Regions from separate parts of the Mus musculus genome. Here all the other regions are linked to region 3. A link is a contact called in public ChIA-PET, HiCAR-type and promoter capture Hi-C data. All regions are on one chromosome and are shown on one strand. Each heading gives the region's core, a stretch centred on a gene start, on an enhancer-like site or on the middle of the called end of the contact. The rest is flanking DNA. Distances are from core to core; before and after follow the strand shown.

The links. Promoter capture Hi-C pulls out the DNA fragments that hold promoters and counts their contacts. ChIA-PET counts read pairs in DNA pulled down with a chosen protein or histone mark. HiCAR-type assays count read pairs that join an accessible place to other places.
Region 1: a contact with region 3 is called in a promoter capture Hi-C map of liver, with 5 times the contacts expected there. The contact joins the promoter of Rpl26 here to the promoter of C1qbp in region 3. A contact is called at or near these places in 3 of 39 promoter capture datasets (liver and pre-B cells) and 1 of 9 other capture datasets (liver).
Region 2: a promoter capture Hi-C map of liver shows a contact between it and region 3, with 3 times the contacts expected there. The contact joins the promoter of Ctns here to the promoter of C1qbp in region 3. A contact is called at or near these places in 5 of 39 promoter capture datasets (cranial neural crest, hippocampal neurons, liver and 1 more).
Region 4: a contact with region 3 is called in a HiCAR-type map of astrocytes, with 5 times the contacts expected there. The contact joins the promoter of Ncbp3 here to the promoter of C1qbp in region 3. A contact is called at or near these places in 5 of 39 promoter capture datasets (the 3T3-L1 cell line, cranial neural crest, hippocampal neurons and 1 more), 1 of 115 datasets of contacts at active chromatin or transcription factors (astrocytes) and 2 of 9 other capture datasets (adipose tissue and liver).
Region 5: an RNA polymerase II ChIA-PET map of memory CD8 T cells shows a contact between it and region 3, with 12 times the contacts expected there. The contact joins the promoter of Ndel1 here to the promoter of C1qbp in region 3. A contact is called at or near these places in 2 of 39 promoter capture datasets (both in liver), 1 of 484 Hi-C or Micro-C datasets (CD4 T cells), 2 of 115 datasets of contacts at active chromatin or transcription factors (double positive thymocytes and memory CD8 T cells) and 1 of 9 other capture datasets (adipose tissue).
Region 6: a promoter capture Hi-C map of pre-B cells shows a contact between it and region 3, with 5 times the contacts expected there. The contact joins the promoter of Tax1bp3 here to the promoter of C1qbp in region 3. A contact is called at or near these places in 10 of 39 promoter capture datasets (the 3T3-L1 cell line, cranial neural crest, embryonic stem cells and 6 more), 1 of 115 datasets of contacts at active chromatin or transcription factors (stem cell-derived neural progenitor cells) and 1 of 9 other capture datasets (adipose tissue).
Region 7: a contact with region 3 is called in a promoter capture Hi-C map of pre-B cells, with 4 times the contacts expected there. The contact joins the promoter of Camkk1 here to the promoter of C1qbp in region 3. A contact is called at or near these places in 3 of 39 promoter capture datasets (cranial neural crest, hippocampal neurons and pre-B cells) and 1 of 115 datasets of contacts at active chromatin or transcription factors (embryonic stem cells).

What each region holds. Positions count from the first base shown.
Region 1 is chr11:68,899,809-68,903,099 of GRCm38.p6, forward strand. Rpl26 (ribosomal protein L26) reads left to right here and starts at 1,758. Exons shown (of 4, transcript NM_009080.2): 1 at 1,758-1,816; 2 at 2,462-2,634. The coding sequence starts at 2,467.
Region 2 is chr11:73,197,211-73,200,588 of GRCm38.p6, forward strand. Ctns (cystinosis, nephropathic) reads right to left here and starts at 1,809. Exons shown (of 11, transcript NM_031251.4): 1 at 1,708-1,809. Shpk (sedoheptulokinase) reads left to right here and starts at 2,272. Exons shown (of 7, transcript NM_029031.3): 1 at 2,272-2,470. The coding sequence starts at 2,309.
Region 3 is chr11:70,981,622-70,985,140 of GRCm38.p6, forward strand. C1qbp (complement component 1, q subcomponent binding protein) reads right to left here and starts at 1,405. Exons shown (of 6, transcript NM_007573.2): 1 at 1,104-1,405; 2 at 549-699. The coding sequence starts at 1,329. It overlaps Dhx33 (DEAH (Asp-Glu-Ala-His) box polypeptide 33), which reads right to left. Exons shown (of 12, transcript NM_178367.4): 12 at 2,470-3,519.
Region 4 is chr11:73,046,470-73,049,891 of GRCm38.p6, forward strand. It overlaps Ncbp3 (nuclear cap binding subunit 3), which reads left to right and starts at 1,398. Exons shown (of 13, transcript NM_025818.3): 1 at 1,398-1,613; 2 at 3,390-3,422. The coding sequence starts at 1,431.
Region 5 is chr11:68,851,821-68,855,106 of GRCm38.p6, forward strand. Ndel1 (nudE neurodevelopment protein 1 like 1) reads right to left here and starts at 1,315. Exons shown (of 9, transcript NM_023668.3): 1 at 1,122-1,315.
Region 6 is chr11:73,174,848-73,178,634 of GRCm38.p6, forward strand. It overlaps Tax1bp3 (Tax1 (human T cell leukemia virus type I) binding protein 3), which reads left to right and starts at 2,236. Exons shown (of 4, transcript NM_029564.2): 1 at 2,236-2,495. The coding sequence starts at 2,457. It overlaps Emc6 (ER membrane protein complex subunit 6), which reads right to left and starts at 2,195. Exons shown (of 2, transcript NM_025318.3): 1 at 2,092-2,195; 2 at 656-1,904. The coding sequence starts at 1,856. The coding sequence ends at 1,524.
Region 7 is chr11:73,017,396-73,020,654 of GRCm38.p6, forward strand. Camkk1 (calcium/calmodulin-dependent protein kinase kinase 1, alpha) reads left to right here and starts at 1,593. Exons shown (of 16, transcript NM_018883.3): 1 at 1,593-1,732. It overlaps 4732414G09Rik (RIKEN cDNA 4732414G09 gene), which reads right to left and starts at 1,446. Exons shown (of 3, transcript NR_152202.1): 1 at 1,262-1,446.

The sequences.
Region 1 (3,291 bases), core at 508-3,007, 2.1 Mb before region 3:
ATAAAATTGGGGCTCTTTCTCTTACAGAATATTTGACAACACACTATTTTAAAATCATGAATACTGATGACTCTATTTTGAACCCTCAAAGGTATGATTTCTCGCTCTTCAACTTGACAGTTTGTAGGAACTGTCATATCGAGTTTCCCAAGACAGGATTTCTCTGTGTAGCTCTGATATCGAGTCATATCGTTTCTAGGGGGACCCGGAGAGCCAGCCTCATAGGTTCTAAACTTCTCTAGAAGTCATAGGTCCTGTGTCCCTTTGCACCTTCCTGTCACTGCTCCGTACCTCAGTTATCCACTCTGTAAACTGAGGACAGTACACCTGCATCAGCCTAAAGACGTTAGTGATGTGAAAGGGTATAGAAGAGTGTGTCCTGCCTAGTGTTCCGTAAGCTCCCTGTATCTTAAGACAGTATGTGCCTCCTGTTAGCATGACGGCTATATTATCTACAGAAACCGATGCCTCCGAACCCATTTGCAGAGAATCGGATCCCCTTGACCTACCTCCATCAGATCTGGAACCGAGAACTCTCAGGAGGGGGTTGAGGTCATAGTTTTAAAGGGTACACCTGTCTGCGATGAGAGTGTCCCCCCACCCCGTGTCTCTTTCTTTTCTTTCTTCCTTTCTTTCTTTCTTTCTTTCTTTCTCTCTCTCTCTCTTTCTCTCTTTCTCTCTTTCTTTCTCTCTCTCTCTCTCTTTCTCTCTTTCTCTCTTTCTCTCTTTCTTTCTTTCTTTCTTTCTTTCTTCCGTTCTTTCTTTCTTCCGTTCTTTTTCTCTTTTCATGTTTTCAGTTTTTCGAGACAGGGTTTCTCTGTGTAGCCTTGGCTGTCCTGGAACTCACTCTGTAGACCAGGCTGGCCTCGAACTCAGATATCCGCCTGCCTCGCCTCCCAAGTACTGAGATTAAAGGCAGGCGCCACCAATGCCGGCTTTTCCTTTTTTTTTTTTTTAAATTGGATATTTTCTTTATTTACATTTCAAATGTTTTCCCCTTTCCAGGTCTCCCCTTCGGAACTCCCCTATCCCATCCCCTCTGTCCTTACCTCCCCCACCCATCCACCCACTCCCGTCTTCCCGCCCTGGCATTCCCCTACACTGGGGCATGGAACACCCTCAGGCCCAAGGGCCGCCCCTCTCACTAATGTCCAACAAGGTCATCCTCTGCCCCGTTTGTGACCGGAGCCTGTAATCTTTTGTTGGTGGTCCAGTCCCCGGGAGCTCCGGGGGATCTGGCCTCGGGTCTGTTTGTTTAAGTGTGATTTGAACCGGCAACTTGGCATCATCAGGGGGCCAAGACCTATTTCCGTCCAGGTGAGGGATGGTCTCAATTTCGCAGAAGGACCCAGAGTAGTCTACCCAGATGTGGGGGCGGCCGGCTGGGGCTAATTATAAGAACTAACTCCTATGGGTCAAGTCACCGAGGTAACCGTCTGGCCAAGGTCCCAGAGCCACTCGGCGCCTAAAAGTAGGTCTTGCGCTTCGCCCGGAGCCCAGGAATGAAAGGGTGAGGTCCCCCAGGTCCTCTCACGCCGGCCTACCGTCCCTAAGCAACCCTCTTCATCCCAGGAGCACTGCCTTCCCCAGAGGACTAAGCCTACCACGCACACCTCCGAGGGATGACGTCAGGACCCCTCGCAGTCCCCCTCCGAGCCGCTAGATGTCGCTAAACTCCCATTCCTAGTTTCTTCTTTTCTCCCAACCTCCTCTCCCCTTTCGCTCCGAGACTCTCGCGAGATCTCGCGGCAACTTACAGAACCGGAAGTCGCGTGTAGTTCTCTTTCCTTTTGCGGCCATCGGTGGATCGCAGCCGGTGAGTTCTCGGCGGGTTGTCGCTGGTAATCCGCAGCCATCCGCGGCGAGGCGAGGAGGCTTTTCTGTCCCGAGGCCCCGAGACGGCCTTGCTGGCCCGGCATCAGCCAGGGAGCCGAACTGGGGCGGGCTCGGTCCGTGTCTTTCCTAGCCAGGGCCCGCGGGGCTGGAGAGGGTTAAGGGGACCAGGTTCGTGGACTCGAAGGCCGGCGGGGCCCATGGAGATGGAGTTAAATAATCATAAGCCCCGGGTCAGCCGTGCGGTTGCCCTCTCGCCAGTTGGGAGGGCTTGGAGATCCGCCCTTGCTTCCATGCTCAAGTGGGGGGCAAAATGCAGAGCACCAGAAGCGGTAAATGAGAAGGTAAAGACCGACGCTGTGTAGGACCCTCCCGGGATGCTGAAGTTGGAAAGTCAAGTTTAAAAGTAGGATAGGTGTTACTAATGGCAGAGTCTTCATCTTGTTTTCAGTCTTTAAAGACGAAAAAACCCTCAGATGGGAAGGTCTGGAGTAACCGAGCATGATACCTTCCAGTGAACGTTGTGTGCTTTCAGAGTGGAGTTGATGCTGTTTAGGGAACTGGTTGAGACTTGAAACGTTAAAGGGTCTTCTGGTTTTTGTTTTTGTTTTTTTTGTTTGTTTTTAAGCCAAAATGAAGTTCAATCCCTTCGTGACTTCTGACCGAAGCAAGAACCGCAAACGGCATTTCAATGCGCCCTCTCACATTCGGAGGAAGATCATGTCTTCCCCTCTTTCCAAAGAGCTGAGACAGAAGTATAACGTTCGGTCTATGCCCATTCGGAAGGATGACGAAGTTCAGGTATGTGTCCTTGCTTGGCGAGGCGAAGCTGAATGGAATTTTACGATTATTTGGGGGGCGCGGGGGGGGGTGAGAAAACCTGCATTTGATGTATGAAAGGGTTGCTTTGCATCAAAAGAACTGGAAAGCAGTGTGCTTTTTGGTCCTGCCTCAGCGGTTTGCTAATGTCTTTGTGTGGGGTTCTATTAGCTCTATTGGGGAGAGATTATCTGTAGCTGTAATTTATAGCTAGTGATTGGTAAGTTCTGGAAGTCTTTAAAAGAACGCAGGGTGGGTTTCTTTGTGTAGGTAGCCCTTGGCTGACCTGGAAAAGAGATAAGATAGAGCCCTAGGATAAAGGGTGTGCACTTCGAGACTGGCACATCTTAACACTTTTTAAGAATACTTAATAAAATGAAACACTTCTTTGGGAGGATCGACATGGGTTGAAAACAGCTATAGGATGGCAACAGTCTTGATTTGTCTGTTATTTAGAAAGCCTTTCTTTGCTATAGGTGATTGGCCTGGTTTGTTTCCAGTCTGTGAAGATGAAAAGGTTGGGGATTTAGCTCACTGTTCACATAGTGCTTACCTTGTATATACAGGTCCTGGATTTGAGTCCCAGTAACCCCATTCCCACCCCAAAAAGGGGACGTGTGGGTCTGCTGGAGGTGCACA
Region 2 (3,378 bases), core at 559-3,058, 2.2 Mb after region 3:
GATGTCCTCTTTTGGCCTGCAGGCATACATGTAGGCAGAATGCTATATAATAAACAAACAAATGAATATCACTTCTTGGAAGATATGGACTGCTTCCAAGTGAAACTCAAACACTCTGTCAGCAAAATGTTCCCCAGTGCTAAAGGCTAAGGCATCTCTGAAGGAGAAACCTAGAACCGATGGCGCCTACTATGCTAAAAAGATCAGTTGGTCAAACACACAACTAGGCTTGTAAAAAGTTACAAGACAAAGTTACAAGACTTGCCATGCCCATCTTCTGGTGTGTGTGTGTGTGTGTGTGTTTACCATCTTCTACACCTCAATCAGATGGCACACTTTTAAGAGCCTCTACTATCCCCCACAAGAGATCTCCTGTGGCAGCTTCCCTTAGTCAGGTGTCTGAGGTAGTCCTGCTCTTGGTCCATAACCTGGAGCTTCCTCTGTGGGAAAACTGTTAATTAAGGTGGAGGTCCACCATGACTGCATAGCCCATGGGTTCGGCATAAGTGGAACTTCTCATCCTCTGACCTTGTCTGGGGAATTCGAAGCCCCAACACAGGCCTCTACCTGATGACTGTCACATAGCCTTAGCAAGATTCCTTCCTAAGGATCAATTCCCTTCCTTTTCATAAGAACCTGTTCGGTGAGCACCTGAGATTCCCGAAATGCTTCCCCATGCTAATGGGGCATTTCAGTACCTCAAGCCCTCAGCCAATGACCTTTGACTATCCTGGATGTTCCTACCTTCAGTCCCCCAAACTTTATAAGCTCGTCTTGGAGTGGTCATTCACCATACCCACTCACAGGGCTTCCAAAACCATGCCCACCACTCTTTGTCTCTGCTCCCACTGCCCCCTGTCCCCCGTGGACCTAATTGGCCATAATCCATGAGAGTGGGGAGACCCACATTCCTCAAGGGATAGTACAGATTGGACAAGGAATATGTTCCCTGGAGATGAACTATCTAGGTCCCAGGTTTCCCATTTACTTGTATGATTCTGGAATACTTATTAACCTATGTTTCTTAATGGGGAAACAGGGACAGTGGTAGTTACACCACAGGATTATAGTGAGATGAAATACAAGGCATACATTCTCAAAGGGGCTAAAATAGGCTCTGGAGGTCTGAAAAAATAGCTGTAATAATTGCTTATCTCTCTCCCAAACGTCATAATAAAAAAAAATAGAGCTTACCAGCTGTATTAAAAGTTTGAGGTGGATTGGTAAGATAACAAAAAGTTGAGAAACAATGAGGTAATGTTATTACTATTACCACCCAGGGCTCCCAGCAAGCTCTCACAGAGCATAGATTGTTATTTTCCTCAATATTATTGAAAAAGGCAAGATCCAGGTACCCTCTCATTCTCTGGGAGAATCAACACGAGCTCCTGGAATGGTCCTAGCAGAATTTACCCCCAACCCCAAGTTACCTACCTGCACATTCCTAAGCCAGATTCAGGCGGCGCCACATACTGAATAGTGCCACCAACACCAGCTGTCAGTCGGTGTCCGTGCTTTTGCTCACCAACACCCTGGCCCTAAAACCTAGAGATGTGCGGGCCTGGGTTGGGGCCAGAAGCTAGAAACCCAGGCGCTGCCCCTCTGGTAGCGTAGGTTGCCCCTCTGAGGTGCGGGGCTAATGTCTGTTGGGGTGGGTGGTGTCATACCAGAAAAGGGGGTAGCTGTCCCGGTCGCGATGGTTCTCACCTGACAGCTTCCCAGGCTTGGTGGACAGACCTCACCAAAAGCAACAATCTCGCACCAGAAACCGCTTAGGAGTGTAAGGACTCTCTGAGCTCCGCCGACTTTGTGTGAAAGAGGGGCCAGCTGTCACCTGACCTGAACCACCTGACTTGAAGCCGCGAGCCCTGTGCAAGGAGCTCTGGAAGTTGTAGTTTTCACGAATACAGGAGGATAACGCTTGGTAGGGGTGAGGGAAGGGTGGAAGGGCGGAAGAGCATAGGCACCTTGGCAGGGACAGGGGCTCGGATGTGAGGGGCGATCTAGTCTCTTGTAGGGGAAGCAGGGTTCTCGAAGTCTCTGTTGTCTCCTTGAAGCCCTGTGCTCCCTGGTGAAGACCCTGGGACCCCAGGCACTGTCCCGGAACCTCTGACCAATAGATCCCGCCTTCTGTCGTCTCTCCACCTATCACCGGAGGCCGCTGTGGGGAGCGCGTGGTGTTTGCTTTCCTCGACCAATAGAAGTGGTTAAAAGATTGACAAGGAAGCTCCGCCCCCTTACTGCCCTCCAGAGTGAAGTGTTCCCCGGCGTGCGGTTCAAGCCACCGAGCTGTGCTGTCACCACTGCCATGGCTTCGCGACCTGTCACTCTCGGTATCGACTTGGGCACCACGTCCGTGAAGGCCGCCCTATTGGAGGCTGCACCCAGCCTCCCATCCGGGTTCGTGGTGCTGGCGAGCTGCGCCCGGGCTGCGAGGGCAGAGACTGAGAGCGCGGTGGCCGGGCCCCAGGTGAGGCAGAGCCCTGGAGCTGCCGCCCCGGGACGACCCTGGGGGCATCTCGGGCAACACCTTCCCGCGAAGAAGTACCCGTGATTGCCCAGTCTGTCGGACCTCCAAGGCCTGCTGCCCTTTCCTCTAGGGCTTCAAAGCCTGCTGCAGCTCAAGCTAAGCCGTTAGATTTTGCCCAGGGAGCTTTCCCACCTGCTGGCACCGATCTTCCCGCTCTCCGGCTTTTCTGGGGCCCCTGACCATGGCGCTGGATCCCTCTACTATCCGCCCATCACTTTTTGTACTTTGCGCCGAGAGGACTTGCTTTCAAAGTGATAACCACAGGCCTGACTATCACGCTCGCCACTCATGACCCTGTGCCCTCTAGTTCAGGCATCATTTCCGACCCCACCCCCTAGGCAGGTTGTGCTCTGGAAATGAGACGTAGCGTTAGGCTTACCTCATGCCTTTGAAGTTCAAGTAAACTGATAATTTCACTTGGTTACTCAAAGAATTCCAGCCCCTGCTGAGCATCTCTGGAGGAAAGTTGTCAGAGCAGGTGGGGAGACACTGAGATAAGCTGATGAACATTTTAGAAAAGAATCAGACTGATGATTATACGCTGCAACCACTGGCTTTTGAAAACTAGAAGATAGAAAAGTACATCTCCAGGGGTCCACAGGATGGCTCAGCAGTAATAGCAATTGCTGAGTGAGCCTGGTCACCTGAATTCTACCTTCAGAACCTACCATGGAAGGAAAGAACTGACTTTTGAAAAGCTGCCCCCTGACTGCCACATGTGCCCCATGACGGGCACACATGTTTGTGTGCACACACACATACATGTATACACATATATACACACACTATATAAATATATACACATACATATTCACACATATATACACACACATATATACTATGTATGT
Region 3 (3,519 bases), core at 155-2,654:
AAACAAATGAATTTATCAGTACTATTAAACATTAAAAAAAAAAAAAGTCCCAGCCCTTAGGTCCAGACTGGGCACAGCATCCCTCATTAGTAAGCCAGTGACTGCGCTTGTGGCTCCCAGACTCCCCTCTACACACCCTGGAGCTGCTTCAGGCCTCCTTAATAACCAAGCCCAGAAGTCTGTATTCATTCAGAGAATGCACTCCCTGGAACCTAAGAACTTTTCCAAGTAAATGCTTTCTTAAAAGCCATTTTATTGGCCAGCTGTGGTGGCGCACACCTTTAATCCCAGCACTCGGGAGGCAGAGGCAGGCGGATTTCTGAGTTCGAGGCCAGCCTGGTCTACAGAGTGAGTTCCAAGATAGCCAGGGCTACACAGAGAAACCCTTCCTCGGAAAAAAAAAAAAAACAAACAAACCCAAAAAAGAAAAGCCATTTTATCAAAGTACTGGGCCTAAGCTGAGGCTCTCCTGGGGATGGCCAGGACAGGGTGCTGTAGTCAGGGATTCCCGACTTGAGAACCCAGAATACAAGCCCTGGGCCACTTACTTTTCTCCGGCAACTTTGCGCAATAATTTAGCCTCCGTGCCGTTCACCTCCAGCTCCCAATCTCCAGACATCTTGGGAAGGGACTTGTGTTTCTGGATCTTCTTTTCTTCCTTAATTTCATCAGTCAAGAATTCAACGAAGGCCTTGTCTCCTAAAAGAAAAGCCAAGATGACCCAAAGGGAGAAAAGCCGGTTACCGATAGACCGGACTGTATCCATTCTTACGACACTAGCCCAAATCACTCCTTAAAACGTCCGTTTCTCACTCTATAAAAAGAGCAGGATATACTTACTGAGCTGAACTGATATTTATCATGAGATGGTTATTTCTTATCATGGACTCACTACTATTACTTCCCATATTAAACAAAAGAATTCCCAATTATCCTCTTTCTGGTTCCAAAAGACATAACCAACAACCACACTTTGAAACCACGACCCTACGGACTTTGCTAAGCCACATTTCCAAGACGCGAGAAGGGGGGGGAAGCTTTCGATCACGAGGGTCTGTTCCAAGCTGGGTGGCCGCACTCCGACTAGGGTGCGTGAACCTTACCTTCCGTGTGCAGAGCGCCACAGCCGCACGCGCAGGGAACCGGGGGCTGCAGGAGGCCAGAGCGCCGAGCCGAGCCGGCCCGTACGCTGAGCAAACCGAAGGGCCGGAGGCATGGCCGGGGCGCGGGCTGCAGGAGATGCCGAAGCGGCTGGGCCGGGATGGCGGTTCGGAGGCCGGAGGCGGCGGCGCCGAGGGCGCGGGGCACGCAACGCAGCAGAGGGAGCATCGCGGGGCGGACACGTGCAGAGGGAAGGACGACCGGGCCAAGGCACCGTGTGACCTCGCGCGCTGCCGGAAGCCCCGCCCTCGCCCGGGGAAGCGCTTTCCACCCCAGAGGACTGCAGTCATCCGGGCCGGACCGCGCCCTCTGCTGGGAGCCGCCAGTGCAGTCGGGGAGGCCTTGACTCAGCTACCTTGACCACCATGTCTCCCTTGCTGCCCACTCTCCCCAATTCACCTGCTTTTCTCAATCCACACCAAGCTTTGTTACCGCGGAATGCGTTCAGGTTCACCCCAACTCGCGCAAAACCGTATATTCAAAGATCACTTAACGATCTTCTGAAACCGACTAATTCTGGAAAGCCCAGGCTGACCTGCACGCAGTTGCTGTGGAGTGGACATCCTGGCCTCATTAGACATTAGATCCAGAATCCCAAGAACAGGATGAAGGATTTATGTTGGAAACCTTTGCACGCCCTAACAATTCATGGGCCAGTTTTAATGGACCATCGGTTTCCTGGGAGCAGGAATATATGGCTTACATCATAGGCGAGGCCCTTGGTCTTGCGAAGATTATATGCCCCAGTACAGGGGAATGCCAGGGCCAGGAATCGGGAGTGGGTGGGTTGGGGAGCAGGGGGAGGAGGAGGGTTTAGGGGATTTTTGGAGAGGAAACTAGGAAAGGGGATAGCATTTGAAATATCTATTAAAAAAAAAGAATCAAGGATAAGAGGCTGGAGATATGGCTCAGTGATTAAGAGCATTGTTGCTCTTGCAGAAGACTAGAGTTCTAGTTCCAGCATCCACATGCCTGCTCACAACTATCTAACTTCAGTTCCAGGGCAGCAGATACCAAAACACTCAAAGGTATTTAAAAAAAAATCAATCAATCAACCAATCAACAAAACCACTCCCCTCCCCAAACAAAACAAAACAAAACAAAAACCAACCAAATCACTCACACACACCCCAAAACAAACAACAAAAGCCCTGCTCATGCATTATAGTCCCAGCATCAGGGAGGTAGGCAAACAACTGAGTTTGAGACCTGCCTGGTCTACACAGCAGGTTCCAGAACAGTCAGGGTCACATGAAAAAGACTTCTCAAAAAAAAAAAAAAACAAAAGTAAATGCTGGATACCAAGACTTATCGAATGAATGGCAGTAAGAATAATGTTTAATATTCTAAACAGCATTCTTTAAATAAGGGAAAGGAGGCCCAACAAAAGAGGCCACACAGATCATTATACAAGATTCAGTTTTTATGGATTTGATAGTCAAAAGCAAATTTCGAGCATTATATACTAGAACTGTTCTTTTATGTTTGAGACCAGAGAGAACAGAGCACATGTCCAAATCCGCTTGTCAGTTTTCTACACTACAGCAGTCTATAGAGAATTGTTTCCCCACCGGTATAGTCTAGTTTATGTGCTCAAGGAATGGCATCTTAGATGCGCGGCCACAGTTCCAAACAGACCCTGGTAGCTGGAGCACAAGGATTTGTGCCACAGTAAATACTTTGCTGTTTTGGAATCCTGTTATAAGAGATGCAAATGTTCTCACAGGGATCCTGGTAATGGAACTGGTGCCCCGGGTGTCGCAGGCCACGGTTACCAAGAAGATAAACCCCTGCAGCACGCAGGGCTGTTGTGGAAGTTCATCTGTCTGTTGGAGGCTATTCTGTCCAGGCTGGAGTCTTCAGGTTGGAGAGTTTGCCAACTTGAAAAGTAGCTCAGGTTGTACTGCAGCAAAACCACAAAACATTTCACTTTCTTAAGAAAGCTTGAAGAGAGCTGTCCCTTTGGCTGAAGATAAGCATTAATTTCTTCGTAGTGATCTGTGGAGTCAGAATGGGGCTCCCACCTCATGTAATCCCTGAGCAGCTGTGTTGAATAGTAATTTTTAAAAAAGCTTAATAAAAAACTAAATATTCTATTAAAATCCCCCCACAATGTTAGAATGATAAACATATTTCTATACAGAAACATTGGGTCCTTAGAAACTGTATCCATCACTCCCTTTTCTGGGAGGTCCCAGTCCTCTGCAGCAGTCCCTCCAGGGTAAGGTCCTAGGCCTCACCCTGGAGCCAGTCACTGCAAGCTACTGTTCCCATGACCCAGAAAAGACCTCGATAGTTTACTGTTAGTTTACAGTGGAACAGAAACTGTTAATTGCTGGGGAATATATTGCCTCCTTG
Region 4 (3,422 bases), core at 148-2,647, 2.1 Mb after region 3:
AAACAAGAGGGCTGGGGTAAAGCTCACTGGTAAAGGGCTTTGTTAGCATGCTCAAGTCTCTGGGTTGCATTGTTAATACAGCAAAAGAAAAACGGAAGGAAAGAAAGGAAGGGGAACAGGAGAAAAGAAAATACAATCCATTGTTTTAACCCAATTTTGTACTTTGCATTGCAATCAATTGATGGTACCATTCTAAGGAATTCCATCTTGTTTGTCCCATGGTACAGACCCATTTCAAGAAAAGCTTGGATGTACAGTATCACCTCTTTTGGATCTTACAGCCGCACATAACTAGCTCATTCGGTCCTTATATTCTTCTGTGGAGGTGTGTCACTGTTCTATGTTCTGATGAAGGAACTGAGGTTCCGTGCCATGCCCAAAGTGACCTAGTGTATCTGAGTCTTGTGATTTTTTTTTCTGTTTTAGAATGATTTGCCTTTCTCTGAAAAGATTTTTAGGGGCTCAGATATATGGTCTTACCTATTCCTGGTTCAGATTGGGAGATAGGTCTAGAAAGGGCTAACTAAATATGACACAGGAGGAGACACAAAATCAGGACTCATGACAGACAAGAAGTCCCTTCTTCAAGTCTGAACAAGCCTTTCCTCTTTCCCAGCCAGACTCTTACTAGGAACATTTGCAGGAAATCTTGCTTGTGAGTCTCTGATGAGTAGAGCTCCCAGAAGTGACAAAATGGGTCTAAGCTCTGGTTCTGCCCTTTGGGTAGGTCACTGTGATCTTGAAGCACCCCTCTTCCCCTTTTAAGATAGGATCTTCTGTAGTTTAGGCTGGCCTCAAACTAGCAATTGCCCCTTGGTGTAATTGGGGGATAACCTTCAGCCCCTAGTCCTCCTGCCTCTATCTCCCAAGTGCTGGGAATACAATCGTGTACCATCCCTTTCCAGTTTAAATGTAGGCAGGGTTTTACCTTGGATCCCTGGATGGCCTGGAACTTAGAGATGTGCCTGCCTCTGACTCCTGACTGCTGGGATTATAGGCATGTAACCCCTACACTGGGCCCTAGTTTAAAATTTTGACCACATAATATGGCTCAATTACTGGAAGACTTGACAGAGCCAAAGCTTACTACGGAAATAACTTTGTAAACGCTCAGATTGCCTAGATGATAGATCGCGGTAACCGCTCAGCAGTTCTTAGAAGTATAGTCCTCAAAGTGCAGGTATTTTGGAACCTCAGACGACGCTCCACCTCCATCACTGCTTCGTCCCGCCCCCTACCCCGCGAAGTCCCGCCCCAAGCCGGCCCCAGGTTCCTAGGTCACCAAGGGGGCGCCAGAGATAAGGACAGCTTTCTGGTAGAAACAGACGACGCTCTAGGTGATAGCGGTGCTCCTCTGTGGTCATCGGCGACGGCGCTCTAGGCGGCGGGAGTGAGGGGCGGGCTTTCGGTGGTGCGGCCGGCTGGCAGCTATGGCGGCCGTCCGCGGCCTGCGAGTGTCTGTGAAGGCGGAGGCCCCCGCTGGGCCGGCTTTGGGGCTTCCGTCGCCCGAGGTGGAGTCCGGTTTGGAGCGTGGCGAGCCGGAGCCCATGGAAGTGGAAGAAGGCGAGCTGGAAATCGTGCCGGTGCGGCGCTCCCTAAAGGAACTGCTCCCGGTACGGGCGAGAGGGGCGGGGGCTGAGGAGGTCGCCGGGCGGGTGTCCCTGGAGAGTCAGGGAAGGTGGCGGACGGCGGCACTGGCGCAAGTCCGGGAACGCGGGAAAGGGGCGCGAGCGCCGAAAGGCGGGGGCCGCGCATGACCCGGAGAGCGCCAGAGAGAAAGGACGCCGGGGCGCCCGGAAATGGGTGCAGAGAGCGCTGGAGAGGCGGGGGATCTCGGAGAGAGTTGGGGACACCCCTCTCGCTGCCCCTCGGTGGCCCCGAACGGAATCAGCTGTGTTTGGTTGGAGATAAAAAGGAGCCGCGGGCGGGAACAGAACCTGAATCAGCCCTCAAAGAAAGTGTTAGGTGCCGCCGGCATCCAGGTCTCCTGGTGGGTCCTCCTTCCCCGGCCGAGTTGGTGTCACTTAAACCAGCTCTCTTCGCTTGGGAGGGCTAGACCTGTCAAACAGCAGACACTCGTGTGTTGGTATTGTGGATGAGGGTCCTCACGTCCCCGCACCTTCACTGCGTCTACTCTCGGTGGTCCCAGCTTCTGACACACAGTGACATTTGATCTTTCTTTAACCACAGTGGGTCTGAGGAGTGTTTTGCCTGTGGTTTGGTAGTCACATGCCCCTTCTTAAAGCTGGTCTGAGGCCTGGATAGCTCGGTTTTCACATACAACGTGAACTCCCTGCGCCCCCTCCTTTAATTACATGATAGCAGCTTGGTTTTACATTTGAAGTTATGAGTGAAGGCTAAGGTAGTGATGACAAATGACAATACCTTTGGTGACAACATCTATAGGTTATAGTGGATAGTGTATAGGTCAGGTGTTATCCATTCAGTCAGTTTAACATGTTTATATCACACACCTCTCTGTGTGCTGGTGTAATCCTAGGTGCTTAAGAGCGAACTCCCTCTTGGTGTTGCCCTAGTAGGGGAGACAAGTAAATAGTTCCCTTTTGTATTAAGTGCTACAAAAACAAACACACACACACACACACACACACACACACACACACACACACACCCTGTTAATAGGATAAAAAGCACAGTGGCCAGGAGGGATGTGAAGCAGTTGGTGTGTGTTGGGATGCACAGGAAAGTCCCTTGAGATAGTTAGATTCAACTTGAACCCCAAATGACAAAAAGGGGCCGACCATGTCAGTTGGAAGGGAGTAATTCCTAGCGGGGAGGACAGCAAGCTCAGAAGTCTTAGAGATGGAAACAGGATTGTTTTGTTGGAGAAATGTTGGATTGTCTTAAGCACGAGAACAGAAGTCAGAAAGACAGGTATTGTGGAGGAAAGCAAGGCCTGGAGATTGAATGCAGAGTCCAGGGTATCAGCTGCAGTCCTGAGACTTTAGTTCTGTTTTTATCCCCTCCTTTCTTCATTGTATTAGCCTGTATTTTTCCCAGAGATCCAGGACCTGAAGCATTCTCCTGGAGGCATTTGCGCCACCTAGTGGCCTTTCGTGGGAAATGTGTCCAGTCTGGTTTGGGGAGTTATGTGACTATCTCATTTTTGACATTTTTTTCACAAAAGACTTTAGATTTTCATTTATATAGATACCCTGAGTTGACAGAATTACTTAATGTTATGAACAGGCTCCTGCCTGGCGTCTGGAAGCCTCTCTGTGGAGCCTCAGAGATAGACTTCCTCCTAACAAGAGTTGTTAAAATGGAGAAGAGTTGCTGAAAAGAATGACTTCCAAAAGGGCCAGTTGCCAGGTTGCCTTTTCTGTGGATTTTTCTGTCAGAGTTTGTCATCTTTCCTCTTCTGTTAGGACACAAGCAGAAGATATGAAAACAAGGCTGGC
Region 5 (3,286 bases), core at 65-2,564, 2.1 Mb before region 3:
ACCCTACCTCTTAAGTGCAGTGAAAGCAACATAATTTTCAGACTAACAACCAGCCACTCATGAGCAAGCTTCAGGATAAGATTTTTCTAGTAACTGAGCTTTTGGGGGTTTTTTGTTTGTTGTTGTTGTTTGGTTTGGGGTTTTTTTGGTTTTTTTGGTCAATTTACTCGAAAATAAATAAGTCATCTAGTAACTTCTGGTATTATCTTTAACAAGTCCAATGTTCAGTCCTCTTTCCGGCTGAAGAAGTTAAAAAAAAAAAATCTCATGAAAACAGAAACCAGAACCCTGAGCTTAGAAAGGTAAATTGTAACCCAAGCTAAACTTCTCACCAGTTAGTGGAACCCAAATAAAAATCACTCAGTTGCCCCAACCTCCTGTACCTAGGTTCAATTTCCCCATCCAGCAAAAAGTGACTTACAGTATCCGTCGCAAGTACAAACAGCAAATGTTCTAAAATGTTTACAAACGCTACAGGAATGGGCCCGGGTAATGAAAAGGACCCTCACTCGCCTTAAACTTAAAAGTGTTAGTCACCTCATCGTTTCTCAGAGAAAAATAAGAAGCGAATCCAAGCAACCGGGGTCGGTTGGTTAGTGAGACTTTCCCCAACTCCAAAGAGGATGATTAGCAGTTCGGGGCAGGCAGTCACGAGACTGCCAGTCTCTGCCAACGCGGGCTGCTCCTGCTCTCGCCTCCCGCATCTGGGGCGCTGGGAAATCAAGATCCTGCCCGGCTCCTAACCACCCCGGCAGCTCCAGGGAATCAAGGATGGGTGGAGCGAGAAGCTGGGCGCGCCTCCGCCACCCCAACTGGGCCACTCCTCGAGCCGTCAGCGCCTCAGCCCCCGGTGCCACGTCCCGGCCTCCGTCCCTCCTCTGGAAGCCCGGGACTCGCTCTCCCGCAGGTGCCCCCGGTGGGCCACACCTCCGCCAGTAAGGAGGGGACAGTTAAAGCGGTTGGAACAGTTGTCTCGGTACGGGCCGCCCCAGAACCCAAGCCCGGCCTGGCCCAGCGGGCTGAGCCCCAGCCCGGCGGCGGTCAGGCAGGCTCCCCCGGGGCAGGCCTCGGCGCTGCCCGCCTGGCTCGAACCCCAGAGGCTGCGTCGCACGGGAGCTCACCGCCAATGTGTCAAAAGCGCATGTTCGCCGCCGCTCGGCCGACGTCTCTGCTCCGCTGGCCTGGCCAGGCCCGCCCAGCCGCTCAGCTCTGCTCCCTTCCGCAGCCCTGAGCTCCACTCCGCGTATCCCCGCACCGGGCTCCTCCCCGACACGTCAGGGGCTCCCTGGGTGTCGGAGGCCATTCTGTGACGCACGGGGGCGGAGTCAAGAGCATGCGCAGAAGCAGGCTGGCGTGCGGGGCGGAGCGGTGGGAGGCCAGAGTCACGTGGAGCCGACCTAGGCTTTGCGCGCTGACGTGAGATCTGCGACAGCGTCCTGCGCAGGCGCCGCCCCGGACCCCCGAAGGAGGTGGGTTTTTTAGCCCTGTGCTGTCTCCGGAAGCTGTGCTGCGCAGGAGAGTAGTTCCCTAGGCTAAAATGGGAAGCCAGTATAAAGCCAGTATAGAGTACTAGCTCACGAAGGAGACAGGAGAAATACACAACTGTCCTGGAACTAGAAACTTAAATTTAAAAAAGGCATTTGGGGAACAACTATAGGAACTTTAGCTGTCTCATGCTCAATGTAATTGTTATTTCAGTGCTGTTGGGATTGGTTTTGAAGTTTGAAGACAAAACAACATAGCATAAGACATATGCTGAGCCTAAGAAAGACAAGGTGAGCCCACGTATACGGTTGGGAAAGGTCAATATAAACAAAAAACGGTGCGAGATGGATTTTTAAGGAGAACCCAAACTGATGAGCAGAGGAAGATTACTGGGGTCTAGAGCGTCTTGAACTACACTATGAAGGATATAGGGTTTTTAAAAAGAGATTATGAGTTCACTGTGCGGTTTGTCGCGCCCGTAGTTGTACCAGTCACTGGGGTGCATTGCTTTGTCACAGTAACCCCACGTCACTCTCATTTACAAGTAAGAAATAGCAAGATGAAGTTCCCCAAGGTCACTCACCTACAGCGCAAATTCAAACTCAGAAGCTACACTGTTATCCACTACTACGCTGACAAGAAGGGAAACATAGGCTAGACCGTGGGGCTAAAGTGCCTTCCATACACTACTGTTAACCATCAACAACATTTGAAGCTGGAATCATTAGATCTATATTGTAACATAAGACTCAAAAAAAAAAAAAAAAAAGGTCTGCTTTACAGGCCAGTGGCCTGGAACAGCTTTGAAACTCAGTCTGGCTTCCCTACCTGAAACTCTGCTCAATCTAATCAGACTTAAGGCAGAGAAGTGATTAATGAAGGCTTTCCTATAGACCCGGTGCCAAGACAGGAACCGTCCCACCCAAACAGGAAAAGATAAAAAGGCCACAGCTTCTGTCCTGCCTCCTGGCTGAGGTGCTAAGAAACACACTGAGTCACCTAATGGCTGGCCAGGCCCTTCAGAAAACAGTGACATCATCTCCCAGGCTGCTGCCCCTCCCATTTGCTCTGCCCCTAGGACTGGCATCATCCCCTTCTTAATGAATGGGCTTAGCTTGGCAGAGCCCTCAGAAGCCAAAGGCCCTGCTCTGATCTTCGTTGGCCCAGAGGCTGGAATAGTACCCTAGAGTCAGCAAACTGCCCGACCTCCTTCCATTACACCAAATCCATGGGAAATAAATCAGTAAAGAAGATGACAGTCTCAAAAGGAAGCACAAGTTATAAAACTAGCATTGTAAGAGAAGAAAAGGTGAGAGCTGCTGTACCCTTCAAACTTTGTAAAGCATTCCAGGGCACTTCCCATAGGTTCCAGTACAAGGTCCTTTTTGGACTGACCCAGAAAGTTCAATGTAACAATCTCTGAGAACACGTGTAAATATCCCAACATCTTCTCTGCTACAAAATGCAAGAAACAGATCAAGTTCCACCCTTCCGATGGGTAAAGGGTGATCAGCTACTAAAAGAGAGATCTGGGTCCAAACTCCAGCTAGTGAGAATGCTGGACTTTGGCCCATCCCATACTCAAAAAAGGCAATTATTTTAGCTAAGGTTCTACTGCTGCAATGAAACACCATGACCGAAAAGCAAGTTGTTGAGGAAAGGGTTTATTCAGCTTCCACTTCCATATCACTGTTCAACACCAAAGGAAGTCAGGATAGGAACTCAAAACAGGGCAGGAACCTGGATGCTGCAGGTGATGCAGAGGCCATGGGGATTGGGGAGGGAGAGTACTGCTTACTGG
Region 6 (3,787 bases), core at 986-3,485, 2.2 Mb after region 3:
ATGCTGGGAAGCATTTGACATTAACTGACCCTCTGCTCAAAACTGATAGGTATATAAAAAGTCATTACATATTTTTAAAGCAGCCAACATTAGCAACAAATTTACTGTGAGCCCTTCCTTCCCACCTAAGAGAAGTCCCCGAGGAGGTGGGGGCTATATAAACCACGCATGTCAGGATCTTTAGAAGTGGGCACTCTGTGACAGGGAGGAAAAGCTGTGACCTCAGCTTCTTGGAATGAGAGGCAAGCCTGTGGCCCAGGATTCAGGCCTGGGTGCCCAGGCACAGACCATCTACAGCCTGAGAAAGGTCTTAAATTCAATTTCTCGTAACTTTAAAAAAAGGGGGGGGGGGAAGCCATTACACATTGCTTCTACAGTTTCCTCTAAATGCTCATGGAATCAAGGCCAACTTCCTCCATGGGCCTTTACTACCTGGTCAGGATTGCCTTATGGCCTAATAAAAGGCTCTTCTTCCTCTTATATTTATCTGGCTGTTATTTAGCTTTCTAGTCTCAGATATAATGCTATTCCCTCAAGCACTCCTTGACTCCATCCCCAAGCCTAGTCCAGACCTGGTGCTTTTGTGTATTCTTTCATGGTATCTATATTATCTGTAAAGCCAAGTTAATGCCATCTCCCCAGTTAAGACTACAAATTCCATGCGCAACATGTTTACTACAAGTCTAACACAAGTATTTATTTTTTCAGTTAAACATGTATTTCATTCTAAAACCCTCCTCTCAAGGAAGGATTATGAATGAACATATAGTCAGAGGCATTTCAACTGAAACAAACTCATTTGATTAAATGTCCACATAACCTAATCGCCAGAGGACAACGATTTAGAAAAATAGCTTGCATTTTTTGTTATAGGAAAGGCGACTGGCTAAACCTGGTGTAACTGGAACTTAGCTGATTTCACTCACGTGGGAAAGCAGTGGTTAGTGGGAGGGGGTGCTAGAAGAGGACTCTTACCCAATCCAGCAAAAGCAAACAGACTTGCAACTGGACCTCGGCCCTGCCCCCTTCCAGACGAGCCACTTCTGGCAGAGACAACTAACTTCTCTGTGCTTCAGGTTTTTCATTAACAGAAAGTTAGCAGTAACATCTCCATTGCTATGGCGAGAATGAAAACACACAATGCCGGTACACAGTGAAAGCTTAGTAACACGAACTGTTACCAGTTCTTAAGATGTTAACGTTAAATTCTCTCATGTATACTCTAGAGGTCCCTTTGGACTTACTAGGCGTTAAATCCAAAAAAATATACAGGCTGTGGCCTCGTACTTGCTCTCCAGGGAGCAAATCTTGGCGACTTCAAAGCTTGGCTAAGCAAGGAACGACAAGGTGTCACACTTCATTTAATCTGAAGAATAATATTACAGGCTCTGTCTTCAGATATAAATTATAACAGTACAGAACAAGCAGCGAATTCCAACAATTTAAAATCTAAGTAAGTCTACCCGGTGTTAATTCTGGCAAGAGCCTTGCCGATCTGTTTTAAAGTCACCCCTGCCCTCATTTCAGTAGACGTGCACCATGCCATAGAGGAAGGTCCAAAAGAGGACGTAGGTGAAGAGGCCTCCAATGAGGCCTCCCGTAAAGAGAGGTCTTCGTGACTTAAAATATTTGTTCCACCTCCTTCCCGCTTTGAGAATGAGGAGCAGGGAGAGCAGGACGGAGGCAAGCAGGTAGAAGATGAAGCCGTAGAGGCCGGTGAGGCCGAGGATGCCGGCGGTGGCCCCGGACAGCGCTGACACTGAGGTCCGGCAGTAATCCAGGACCGCGGCGTTGCCTCGCACGGCTGCCTCGCTGATGAACGGCGGCCCTTCCCGCTTGGCCACCACCGCGGCCATCGCACCCGCCGGGGCTCCGCTTCTGCCTTCACGCCGACTCACGCGGAGCTGTGGAGAAAACCGAGTTACAAGTGGAGCCCGAAGCCTGGCGAGCTGAGCGCACGGCGCCTCCTCCCCCTGGGACCTCCGACGCCGTGCTGGGGGCCTCTGACCTCCACTGCACGCCGAAACTGAGGCTCGGGCCGGCCCGGGACAGCAGCACATCAGCACACGCCCGACAGGCTCGCGGAGTTACCTGAGACGCCGCGGCACACAGTCCCTCGTGTTCCCTCAGACAGGAAAAAGCGGAGAGTCCCGCGCCGCCATCTTGCGCTGGAGGCTGCTGGGAGGGCTCGGTTTGCGCAGGCGCACAAACTCCGCCCCACCCTCCTACGCTTGCGCCTCGGGCGCTCTCCCCTCCCGCCCCACTTCAGCACACAAGTCCCGGGACTCCGGAAAGCCCAACAGCGCTCCAGATGCTGATTGGCTAGAGACTTCTTAAGTATTCATGAGGGGGCGGGCTGAGCAGGGCTGCCCTTTGTTAACCAGGGAGGGCGCGGCCGCGGGCATTCTCGCTGGGGGTCTCACCGGGCGCTGTCTCCTTGACAGATTTCGGTCGAAATGTCCTACACCCCGGGCCAGCCTGTCACCGCCGTAGTGGTGAGTGCGCTTGCGCGGGCTCCTTCTCCTCTTGGCTCACCCCCATTTCGCAGAGCGGCAAACTGACATCTAGACAGGCTGAGAAAGTATAGGACCCGGGGCTCCTGCGTATATTCCGGTGGCCGTTTCTGCTTAACAGTGCTGCAGCCTTCCCTGGCCTGGAGAGGTGGCTGGGACCTAAGAGCCTCCCGGGACCCTGGGCAGAGGCCAGATCCTGTGCACTGCCGCCGTCGGGTGGATACCTTTTACTAGGCGCAGACCGGGAGGACGTAGGAGAAAGGCTGGTCCGCGGGAGTGTTAGAAAACTCCCCTGCCCTGGGCCTCCTGTCCCCAGCTGGGCGGCCGTGGGGGGCGGGCGCCGATGTCCTGTGAGTCGCAGCCTCTGGAATGAGGAAGCGTTTCCTCTGCTCCAGCCGGCACACTGCCGCCGCCGCCGCCGCCGCCGAGCCGTAGGAGATTTAGGGGGTGGGGCTGGCCAGAGTTTGTGCATCCCCCTTCCCGCTTCTCATCCGGCCTCGCTGCTCTTGGGACAGACCCCTCGAGAGCTAAGGCTTGGTCTTCTGAACTTTTTAGGGTACTCAGCCCTTGATGCTTAGTGTTTGTCCTGTGCATGACACTTAAGCTTCTAGACCTTTCCAGGGCCTCCTTCTCGGTTTGTCTTGTGTATCAATCAGGTGTATTTGAATAGGCAACAGGATGGAGGGGTAGATGTTACAGTCTGATGGGGGCGCTGGCCAACCCTGAGCAGCTGAATCCCAAGAGAGAAGCATCAGTGCCCAGTTTCCTAAAAGGAAGCTTTTAGGAAGGACACAAATCACTCCCCAGACAGGGCCTTACTCTTAAGCTTAAACTGGCCTTGAACTTCTGGCAGTACTCCCTTCTTAGCCTTCCAAGTGTTGGAGTCACAGGTGTGACTTGTGTCCACAGTCCTGGAACTGTAGGGATGGGCCTTGTTAGATGGGTGTGTTGGAGGGTGGGGGCAACAAAGCTACTGATAAAGGTGGCTTGGGAGGGTGAGCTTCCGGCTAGGATATCCCAGTTTTTACTCAATTTGTACCAGCCTGATTTTTCTAGGATCCTTCACTGGCTGCCCCAGAAAGATCATCGAGTTTGACCCTATCTGGAAAAGGAGGGTGTAATTAGGACCTAGGGAGAGCCACTTTGCTGCCTGACTTCTCCCTTAAGTTAGGGCTTTGTCTCTTTTTGGACCTTGCTGGTGGAAGTGAAGGAAGGTGTGTGTGGGAGTAAGCCTGGAGGAGCTTACACTTTTGGACAGGAAGCCCCAGGTGAAA
Region 7 (3,259 bases), core at 343-2,842, 2.0 Mb after region 3:
TTGTTGCCTAGATCTTAATCTGATCCTCTCAGCCTTGCTTCAGTTGATCTGTTTGAGCCTTTCCATTAGAATTATGACTGGATCCTCAAGGACTCTCAAAACCATCTCTTCAATATTGGGGTATAGCTCAGTAGTAGCATCCTTGCTTAGAATGCAAGAAGCCCTGGATTCAATCTTCAAAACTGGGGGTGGGGGGAGGAGTCTCTGTAGCCCAGCTCTTTCCTGAACTCCAGCCCTATAGATCCAATCCTCCAGTTACTGGACCCAATTATTCATTTCAACAAATACATGCTGGGCATGCATCAGGAGGTCAGGCTGTGCTGGGCGAATTCATCTCGACCCTTGCTCTCAAGAGTTCTTAGTCCAGACAGGACTCAGGTGAAGAGGTGCTGAGATCTGGAAAGCACTGAGAAAGGGCTGCTGGGCATTCCAGGTATCCAGAAGGTCATGGGGAAGGCTTCCTAGCAGCAGAGGCATTGAACTAAGTGCCAAAAGACAAGTGGGGTTTAGGCAGGCAAGTGGTGAGGGGTGAGCTATGGAGGGCTTGAGGGGACTTAGTGGCAAGCAGTGGAAGATCCTAAGAGGCAGCTCTCTGGTGTTCCTAGTGCCTGTTCTGGTTGTCCCAGAAAGGTTAATGGGAAGTGATACTGGATTGGGGTGAGGGGTGGGGCTGCTGCACTAATCAAGTGGAGGTATACTGCATGACCGTGGTGGTCGAGTTCAGGGAGGGGCAGATGGTGGGGAGAGAGAGAGAGAGAGAGAGAGAGAGAGAGAGAGAGAGAGAGAGAGAGAGAGACTTTAGGGATCTTAAGAGGCAACATGGCAGATCCTTGTGCTACACCCGGTTGGGTCAGAAAACCTGCTACACAGGTAACTCCTGGTTTCTAACTCCTGGTTTCTAACTCCTGTTTAAGACAGAGACACAGGTGAGACCAGGTTGGAGATAGCAACATGGGTCTGAGTTTGAGGCAAGCAGTGATGTGGGGCATCTCCAATAGACTAATAATAGCAGGATTGAACCAGGAGTCTGTGAGGGCAGTCCCCAGGCATAACCACAGTCAAGGCCACTTGGTCCTGGAGGGCTCTTTTTCATTCCCTCAGCCCAGCCAGTCACCTCCTGCTCCTCTCCAAACCTGAGTGCCGCCCCACCCCAGCACTCTGACGAATCTCCCTCCTCCTTCCCTCCCCCAACCCCCCCGGAGAACACTCAACTCCAGGCCCTTCTCCCAGGGCCTCTACCTAGCCTCTCCTTGGTACGCACCGGGCCTCATCCCGAAGGAGGGATGCTCTTGCCTCTAGAGACTAGGACACCGGATTGAGGACTCGAAAAAAGCATCGTACGCTTCAGGCCAGGCTGAGGGGCCCACGACGTGGCCTGAGGGACATCGGGTTCCCCGAGCCTGCTTGTCTGCGGGCGCCGGGGGCGTGACGCGTCGGGGCCCATCCGCAGGGCCCCTCCCGAGCCACCTCCTCCCGATCCCGTCGAGACCCGCCCCCTCTACCCCTGGGCGGGAGGACCGGACTCTGATTGGACATCTCTGCGGGGCGCTGCGCGGCACAGCCAATGATCGTGGGCCGGCGCGGCGGCGGGCGGGGGGAGCGAGCGCAGCCTGGAGCTGCGGCGCCAGCGGGTTGAGCCGGGCGATCCTAGCCCGGCAAGGCGGGCAGGGCGGGGCGCGCACAGCGGGAGCGAGCCTGGTGCCCACCGCAGAGACTGTCGCCAGGTGCCTAGGTAGGGGTCAGCAGCCGGGACTTGGAGTTGGAAACTGGGGTGCGGACGGCTGAGCCGCCCTGTGCAGCCAACGGGCTGTAGAAGGGTGGTCTACAAGGCCGGGTCTACGTGGGCAGCCGGAATCTGGTGTGCAGAGATTCCCGCTGTGTCTGCAGGGCCAGGTCCTCGGGATGGTTCCCTGAGCCCGCATCTGTCTAAGCCAGCTATGCGGGTGCCCGACCACCTGCGTTTCTTCCGCAGCTGCTGTCTGTGGGACTGCATAGAAGCCCCGCGCGCGCGGTGCCTTGGGCCCGGCTCTGGGTGGAGGCCGTGTCTATTCGGAGTGGGCCTGGACGGGTGCACCCACGTGTGGATCTCAGCAGAGCGCTTCTCCCACAGCCCTCCCGTGAGTCTTCCGTGGAGAGCTGGGGGCGGGGTGATGAATGGGACGGATGCAGCGAGCGACTTCAGCTGCTGCGCAGTCGTCCCCTGACTGAGTGAGGGTGGCGGAGGCGGCGCTGTGGTTTCTGGGTCTGGTGGGTACAGGATTGGTGCTCCGAGGGTGCACACGTGCGCGGGGAGCTGTGTGTGGTGTTTGGAGGCGGGTGTGCGTGCGTCACGTGGACACAAGAGTGTGCCTGTGTACCTGAGGGGTGCGTTTCAGGATGGAGTGGTGTGTGAGCACCGGTCACGAGGACAAGGATTACATCTGTCAGGGAAGGGGTGTGTGTCTGTCTTGAGGGTGTTACAGAGTGAGCAGAGCTAGCTGTCACATGCCTTGGGTCCCAGGACTGTGTCCCAGTGAGCTCCTCTCTTTGTCTTGGCCAGGTTCAGGGTGTGAGAGAAGCGCACAGCTGTGTCCTTGAAAATCCCAGGGAAAAGGAAGAGGCTGGGTCTTCTGCGCATCTCTACCTCTTCCATCCAACATACGCTGTGGGTCAGACTGTTCTAGACCCTACTACCTGCTCCTTGGTCCCCCACGCCCAGTCCTCAGACCAGGACTGGGGCTTATTTTAAACCTTATCCAAGTGAATTGCTTCCCTGCTTAAAGACTCCTTTGGTGTTAGAGGCCTCTGGTTTCTGTTCACAAACCCTAAACCAAGCCTGTTGGGAAGCACTCTATTGCTATCACGTTGGGAAGGGATCTCTTTTAGACACAGGGTGAACTCCCATTTCTCCCTTGGGAATCCTGCTTAGTGGTCACAATGTCGCCTCCGCCAGGAAAACACCCCCGAGGCCAGTGTAAGTGGACCTTAGCTTCTCTCCTGATGCACACCTCCACTAAGGAACTTTCCACTGCAGCCACATCTGCTGTGCTGGTCTTCATACAGAGCAAGCACTGTCCCACCTCATGGCACTTGCACCTATGGGCCAGTCCCTCTGGCTCCAGTTGCTGTTCTCCAAGTGTCTACACTGTGTACCGCCTTTCTCCTTCCAAAGCTGCTTAGAGCTTGCATTGTGTACAAACCCTCTCTGCGCTACATCAATTGTGTCCCTAGCATCTTGCTCCTGCCCTGTCTTGTTGTAGTAGCTGTCTTCCCAGGGCAT